Linked DNA regions of Mus musculus: region 2 is linked to region 1. A link is a contact called in public HiChIP or PLAC-seq data. All regions are on one chromosome and are shown on one strand. Each heading gives the region's core, a stretch centred on a gene start, on an enhancer-like site or on the middle of the called end of the contact. The rest is flanking DNA. Distances are from core to core; before and after follow the strand shown.

What was found. HiChIP or PLAC-seq counts read pairs in DNA pulled down with a chosen protein or histone mark.
Region 2: an HNF4G HiChIP or PLAC-seq map of pancreatic cancer cells shows a contact between it and region 1. The contact joins the enhancer-like site here to the promoter of Il17rc in region 1. A contact is called at or near these places in 3 of 39 promoter capture datasets (the C10 cell line, the HPC-7 cell line and embryonic stem cells), 3 of 115 datasets of contacts at active chromatin or transcription factors (embryonic stem cells, microglia and pancreatic cancer cells) and 2 of 9 other capture datasets (adipose tissue and liver).

What each region holds. Positions count from the first base shown.
Region 1 is chr6:113,470,010-113,473,037 of GRCm38.p6, forward strand. It overlaps Il17rc (interleukin 17 receptor C), which reads left to right and starts at 1,446. Exons shown (of 18, transcript NM_178942.1): 1 at 1,446-1,778; 2 at 2,062-2,083; 3 at 2,222-2,374; 4 at 2,618-2,680; 5 at 2,769-2,878. The coding sequence starts at 1,674. Il17re (interleukin 17 receptor E) reads left to right here. Exons shown (of 15, transcript NM_145826.6): 15 at 1-749. The coding sequence ends at 134.
Region 2 is chr6:113,667,154-113,670,181 of GRCm38.p6, forward strand. All of the region lies in intron 3 of Irak2 (interleukin-1 receptor-associated kinase 2), which reads left to right. Among named protein-coding and RNA genes, the nearest start is that of Tatdn2, 28 kb to the right of the region's middle. Within about 2 kb of position 1,553, at least 232 of the 459 cell types and tissues checked have an H3K27ac peak or open chromatin away from gene starts, as enhancers often do. A contact at or near this core is called in adipose tissue, embryonic stem cells, liver and 2 more, where this site is marked.

The DNA of each region.
Region 1 (3,028 bases), core at 196-2,695:
CCAGCTGGAGTCACCTTGGGGCTAAGCGGTGCTTGAAAAACCGTCTGGAGCAGTGTCACCTGCTGGAACTTGAGGCTGCCAAAGATGACTACCAAGGCTCAACCAATAGTCCCTGTGGTTTCAGCTGTCTGTAGCCTCAGCCTGTGTAGCAACAGCAGGAACTCCAGAATGAGGCCTCACACATGTACTCTTTGGGGGTGCTTCTTGTCCCCCAAACCGTAAGACTCACCTTAAGTCCCACACTTGACCAACCTCCCTCACATTTGCTCCCTCTTAGAGTTCCTGAGAGGAACTTGGGCTTTCCTGATAGGTCCTCAGCCCTTTCTGAGAAGGAGGGACGATTTTTCCATTTCTTTTCAAAACTGAAAAAAAAAAAAAAAAAAAAAAAGACAACCATCTGCATCGAGCACTCCAGTTCAGGCTGGAGGGCTAGGCCAGGATTGGAAAGCAGGGCCTAAGTGTCAAGCGCTTGAAGGGGGTGGGGGCGGGGGGAGGTGCTCTGCTCGGCAGAGTTGAGAGAAACCCCGTCAGCCAGGAGTCCCTCACCTTCCCCAGAGGGAGGCCTCGTCCAGAGGTAGTTTGATTTGTTTGTTTGTTTGTTTGAGACTGAAGCCCACTGTGTAGCCCTTGATGGCCTGGAACAAAGAGGTTTATCTACCTGCCTCTGTCTCCGGAGTGCTAGGATTAGAAGCCTACATCACCCAATTGGTAAGAGAGATGAATAAAAGCAAACGTAGTAGACACATTAAGGAACAGTGTGCTGCTCTTGTGTGCCTGGGCCAGTCAGGAAGCCTGCCCTAAGCTTGTTCTAGAACAGCTCACCAGCCCAAGTCCTTTCATTCCCACAAGCATTGCCTGTGAAAGGCAAGGGGGACCCAGTGCCTCCTGGATCCTCTCCTCACTATGATTCTTCCAAGAGCAAAGGAAAACCGGAAGCTAGGCAGCATGGCCATCGCTCTCCTCCAGTGCCAGCAACAGCTCGACAGAACTCAGCCCAGTAAGGGGTCTCCCGGGCCTCACTGCCCCTCCGTCTCCCCTGAACCTGGGCCAGGCAGTGGGGAGCTCACTTTCTGGTGCCCTTTGACAGCAGCCCGTTGTCTTCAGAGCTCCTGTTTCACGAGGGTCACTGTCACTGAGACCCAGGGAAGAACCTGAGCATAGTAAGAGGGGACCCAGTGGACCTTAGGATCCCAGGGTCATACAGGAAGTGGAAACACCCGGCATGCCACAAGCCTGGGGTCTTTCTGACCAGATCGATCAGAATCTTTGTTTTTTGGTGAGATCCGGGGTAGGAGTTCCTTTACACAGTAGTGAGTCCAGCTGTGCTGCCTTCCCAGGGCTCCTCCCAGCCAGGTACCAGCCAAGGAGGAGGAGGAGAAGCCACCACCCAGGTCCAAAGCTGCTGGCTCCTAAGCCTGGAGTTGGTGGGAGGGACGGGACAGGGCGGGGCGGGAACAGCCACTGCCTGCTGGGAGCCAAATCGAAAGCACTCCAGCTGAAACTGGGCCTGGAGTCCAGGCTCACTGGAGTGGGGAAGCATGGCTGGAGAGGAATTCTAGCCCTTGCTCTCTCCCAGGGACACGGGGCTGATTGTCAGCAGGGGCGAGGGGTCTGCCCCCCCTTGGGGGGGCAGGACGGGGCCTCAGGCCTGGGTGCTGTCCGGCACCTGGAAGATGCCTGTGTCCTGGTTCCTGCTGTCCTTGGCACTGGGCCGAAACCCTGTGGTCGTCTCTCTGGAGAGACTGATGGAGCCTCAGGACACTGCACGCTGCTCTCTAGTGAGTCTGGGACTATGGGAGGCTGGGAAAGGCTCAGAGTTAGAGTTCAGTCTCTGCCTCATCACAGCCCGAGTCTGGCTCCTGTCACTGCCTCTATCAGAACTGCCCTGTCTGGTCTGTCTGGTGCTGATGGGGGAAGAGAAGATGGAAAGGGGACAAGAATTGGTCTTTTCTTCAGGGAAGGGCTTAGGACAAGGAGCGCTGGAAGGAGATAGGCAGTGGCTAGGGGGCTGTCAAGCAAGGAAAGGCGCTTGAATTGAATTGACTTTTTCTTCCTTCCCAGGGCCTCTCCTGCCACCTCTGGGGTAAGTATTGCTACTTGAAAAGAATGACTTCCAGGCGAGCTGAAGGGAAGCAACTGCTGGCGCTCAGCCTGGAAGCTCCCCTGCCCTCTGCAGGTATCACAAACCAAACCAGCTTCCACCCCACCCCTTCACACCCAGATGGTGACGTGCTCTGCCTGCCTGGAAGCCTCCAGTCTGCCCCAGGCCCTGTGCTAGTGCCTACCCGCCTGCAGACGGAGCTGGTGCTGAGGTGTCCACAGAAGACAGATTGCGCCCTCTGTGTCCGTGTGGTGGTCCACTTGGCCGTGCATGGTAAGTGAGGAAGCCCGCCCGTAACTGAGTGCACACATAAGCCTGTCTGGGGAAGGCATGAGGATTGCAGACTCTGGGGACATCTGCAATGTCTAAGATACTGGTCCAGGTACCTCCAGGCCAGCCTGCTCTCCCCCAGGCCTCTGCTTATGCGCCATGGCATCTATGCAAGGGAATCTAAGCCCGAACCAGCCCAGAGCAGATGCCCGACTTGGGCTTTGCTCTCTTCTCTGCTTCTTGCAGGGCACTGGGCAGAGCCTGAAGAAGCTGGAAAGTCTGATTCAGAACTCCAGGAGTCTAGGAACGGTGAGGAGCCAGCTGGCCCAACTACTGCTTCTAGTCAGGGTCTTTCCCGTGGCCCATGGCCTGGCTGACCCCTGCTTGTTGCTCTCAGCCTCTCTCCAGGCCCAGGTGGTGCTCTCCTTCCAGGCCTACCCCATCGCCCGCTGTGCCCTGCTGGAGGTCCAGGTGCCCGCTGACCTGGTGCAGCCTGGTCAGTCCGTGGTATGTGAAGGGCTCCTCCTGAGGAGAAGAGCCACCTCCAGAATCCCAGATTCCCTTAACAATCTCGTGCACTGTTTCCTTAAGTCTTGGGTCTGATCTGAGCAGTGAGGCCTCTTGGCTTTTTTTGTGGTGGTTTTTCTGTCTATAAAA
Region 2 (3,028 bases), core at 303-2,802, 200 kb after region 1:
TGTCCCAGAGCCTTGCAGAGAGCACTGTATGTGTGTCCAGCCTCTCATCTCCTGTAACCTCTGGCCTGCAAGCTCAAGATCCCAGAGCCATAAAATGCAGCTCACTGAGGAGCCCGAAGCTAGCCAGTCCTGCATGGAGCAGTCACTGTTAGGGGCTTGGGCCAGAGGTTGACCCACCAGTGCTTACATTCCCTCTCAGCCTCATCATTTCTGAGTTCCTCCATCTGTAAATGGGTAAGAACAGAGCCCATTGCATCCTATTGCAGAGAATCAGGCACCTTAGCTGGGTGGATGGTGTGTGTGTGTGTGTGTGTGTGTGTGTGTGTGTGTGTGTGTGTGTGTATGTGTGTGAATGAAAATTCCAGGCCAACATGGTTTCTTTAGGCATGTGCCTCTGCAGATACCAGAGCTGGTAACCATATGGATCTGTGTGAGGGGACAGGGAAATCCAGTTAAAAACAACTCCATAGCCAGTAGAAAGGTGTGCAAAACAACTGCCGATGGAAGCCACAGCTGGGCTGGAGAATGTTTCACTTCCCTCAGCTGTTCCTTACTTTCCTGCTACATAGTAATAAAAGACCACGCCATCCCTTCCCATAGTGAGAAGCAGGCTTTACAGACTCAGAGGCAGATAGATGTTAACACCTCACAGCCCATTGTCCTATTCTGATCTCCCCCGCAGGCCCAGGATCTCCAGGCATTCCAGAGCAACAGGTCCGTGGCCTTTACCGGATGCCTGGCTCCATATGATGTTTCTTTAGTCATTACAGGGGATGCGTGTGAATGGTCGCTCAGGTCTGAGTGCTTGGAAGACTGGAGTAGCTCATTTCTGGGCAGGCAACACCACCGGGCAATCAGGTCAGGGCTGGCTGTCCTGTCCTCACAGATTCTAGCTGGGTGGTGGGGGATAATGCCTTTAATCCCAGCACTTGGAGGCAGAGGAAGATAGGTCTCCAAGTTTGAAAAAAGAAAGAAAAGAAAAGAGAAGAAAAAGGAAGAAAAGAAGAGAAGAGAAGAAAAAGGAAGAAAAGAAGAGAAGAGAAGGAAAAAAGGAAAGAAAGAAAGAAAGAAAGAAAGAAAGAAAGAAAGAAAGAAAGAAAGAAAGAAAGAAAAAGTATGGCTTCTATAGCTCTTAAGGGGCCAGGGGAGAATCTAGTGTGGTCTAAGTCGGACCTGGAGTCAGACTGTGAACACAAGGACCTTGTGCTCTCTACAGTTTCTATATCCAGTTCCAAGCCAGGGTTGCATAATGAGACCCCATCTCAAAAAAAAAAAAAAAAGAAAAAAAAGAAAAAAGAAAAAAAAAAGGAGGAAAAGTGTGTGTGGAGGGGGCTGGCAGTTAATGCTAAGTCAAGGACTATTTCCTGTAACTAAAGATATCGAAGAAGGAAGGGGAAAAATGTGCTGACCTATGAACCCCAATTCCTGATAGGTCCTCAGACCCGGGCCAAACTGCTGTTCCTTTGCCAAAGGGAGAAAGATAATGAGAGGGGAGGTGGGGGAGGAGCGGGCGGGTGCCAGGGCCTCTCTGTACTTTCACCATTAGCCTTTGTGTGGCCCACATTCCTGAGTGGCCCTGGGGAGCAGGTGTGCCGGGGCCACTGGGCCTGTCCCTGCAGTCCCTCCCACAGAAGCGGAAGTTCTATTTCTGAGTTGAAACAGGAGGAGTTATTCTTTCCATTGATTACTGAGGCCACTCAGCCCTGGGAAAGCCCCAGATTTCAGGCTTGTGGTCTGTCCGGGGAAGTTGCTGTTTGAGGGCGTTTTTTATTTTAGAGGAAAAGTTTGGGCGCTTGGAGCGTTGTATTTTGAGGACTTTTATGTTGAGATGAATGGGTCCTGCGGTGTGTCCCCGACCTTCCATGAACCCGTGCAGCGCTCAGCAGACAGGAAGTTACACACTAGGCCCTCTGTGATCCACTGTGGCAACAGTGTATACAGTGTATGTAGTGTTTGCAGTACAGTGTGTGTGTGTGTGTGTGTGTGTATGGTGTATTGTGTGTGTGGTATGGTATGAAGTGTGTGTGTGTGTGTGATGCATGGAGTTTGGTGTGTTTATGGGTGTGTGTGGTGTATATTGTGTGTGTGGTATATGTTGTAGTATGTGTAGTTTCTTATTAAGAATCTGCAGTGTCCACACAGACAACGAAAGCAGTGCATTGAAGGCTCTGTGCTGCTGTCCAGGCTGCAAGGGTGGTCCATGGTTACTTCATCGGCTGGGCTGCTCTGCCTTGCCCGGCCATCCGGGGAAACCTTAGACAGTTCTTTGAAAACATTTAAAAAATGGAAAATCTTGGCCAGGTGGTGGTGGTGGTGCAAGCCTTTAATCCCAGCTCTCATGAGGCAAAGGCACCTTGGTCTACAGAGAGCTCCAGGGTAGCCAGAGCTACACAGAGAAACCCTGTCTCAAAAAACAAAAACAAGAACAAACAGACCAACCCACTCGAGTAGACGGTTCATGCTTCCATCAGCCGGCTTCAGTGATGATCAGACTTCTGGTGACCCAGCGGCCATTGAGGAACTGGTTCCAGAACTCCTTCCTGCAGGGTACCAGAGTCTATGGATACTTGAGTCCCTTCTGCAAAGTAGCATGATAGGTGCTTGATTCAGCCCTGGCTACTGGTACCCACAGGATGGAGGTGCCTGGGTATTTACCAAGTGAGTGCTGAGCCTCCCCTCCCCCTCCGTGCCCTTGATTTCCCCAGTCCTTCAGGCCACCCCAGGTAGAACAGCATCTGCTGTGGAACCACACTGGAGGTTTCTCTGTGTCCTCTGCCAGGCAGTGGCACAGGGGCAGCACAGGGGCATCCCCCATCATGTGACCCCGGCTGCTCAGGACACCTCCCACTTCCTGGTCTCCTCCTGTCATTCAAGATGACAAATTGCACCTGTTGCAAGATGTCACCAGGCTTAAAAGGATTGACACCATGGAGCTGGCCTCCCCCACCCCCTCCGCGGTGTCAGGAGGTGACAGCACTGACTGAGGGAAAAGGTCGCTTCGGGATGCGTCCCCAGGCAGAGTGTTGAC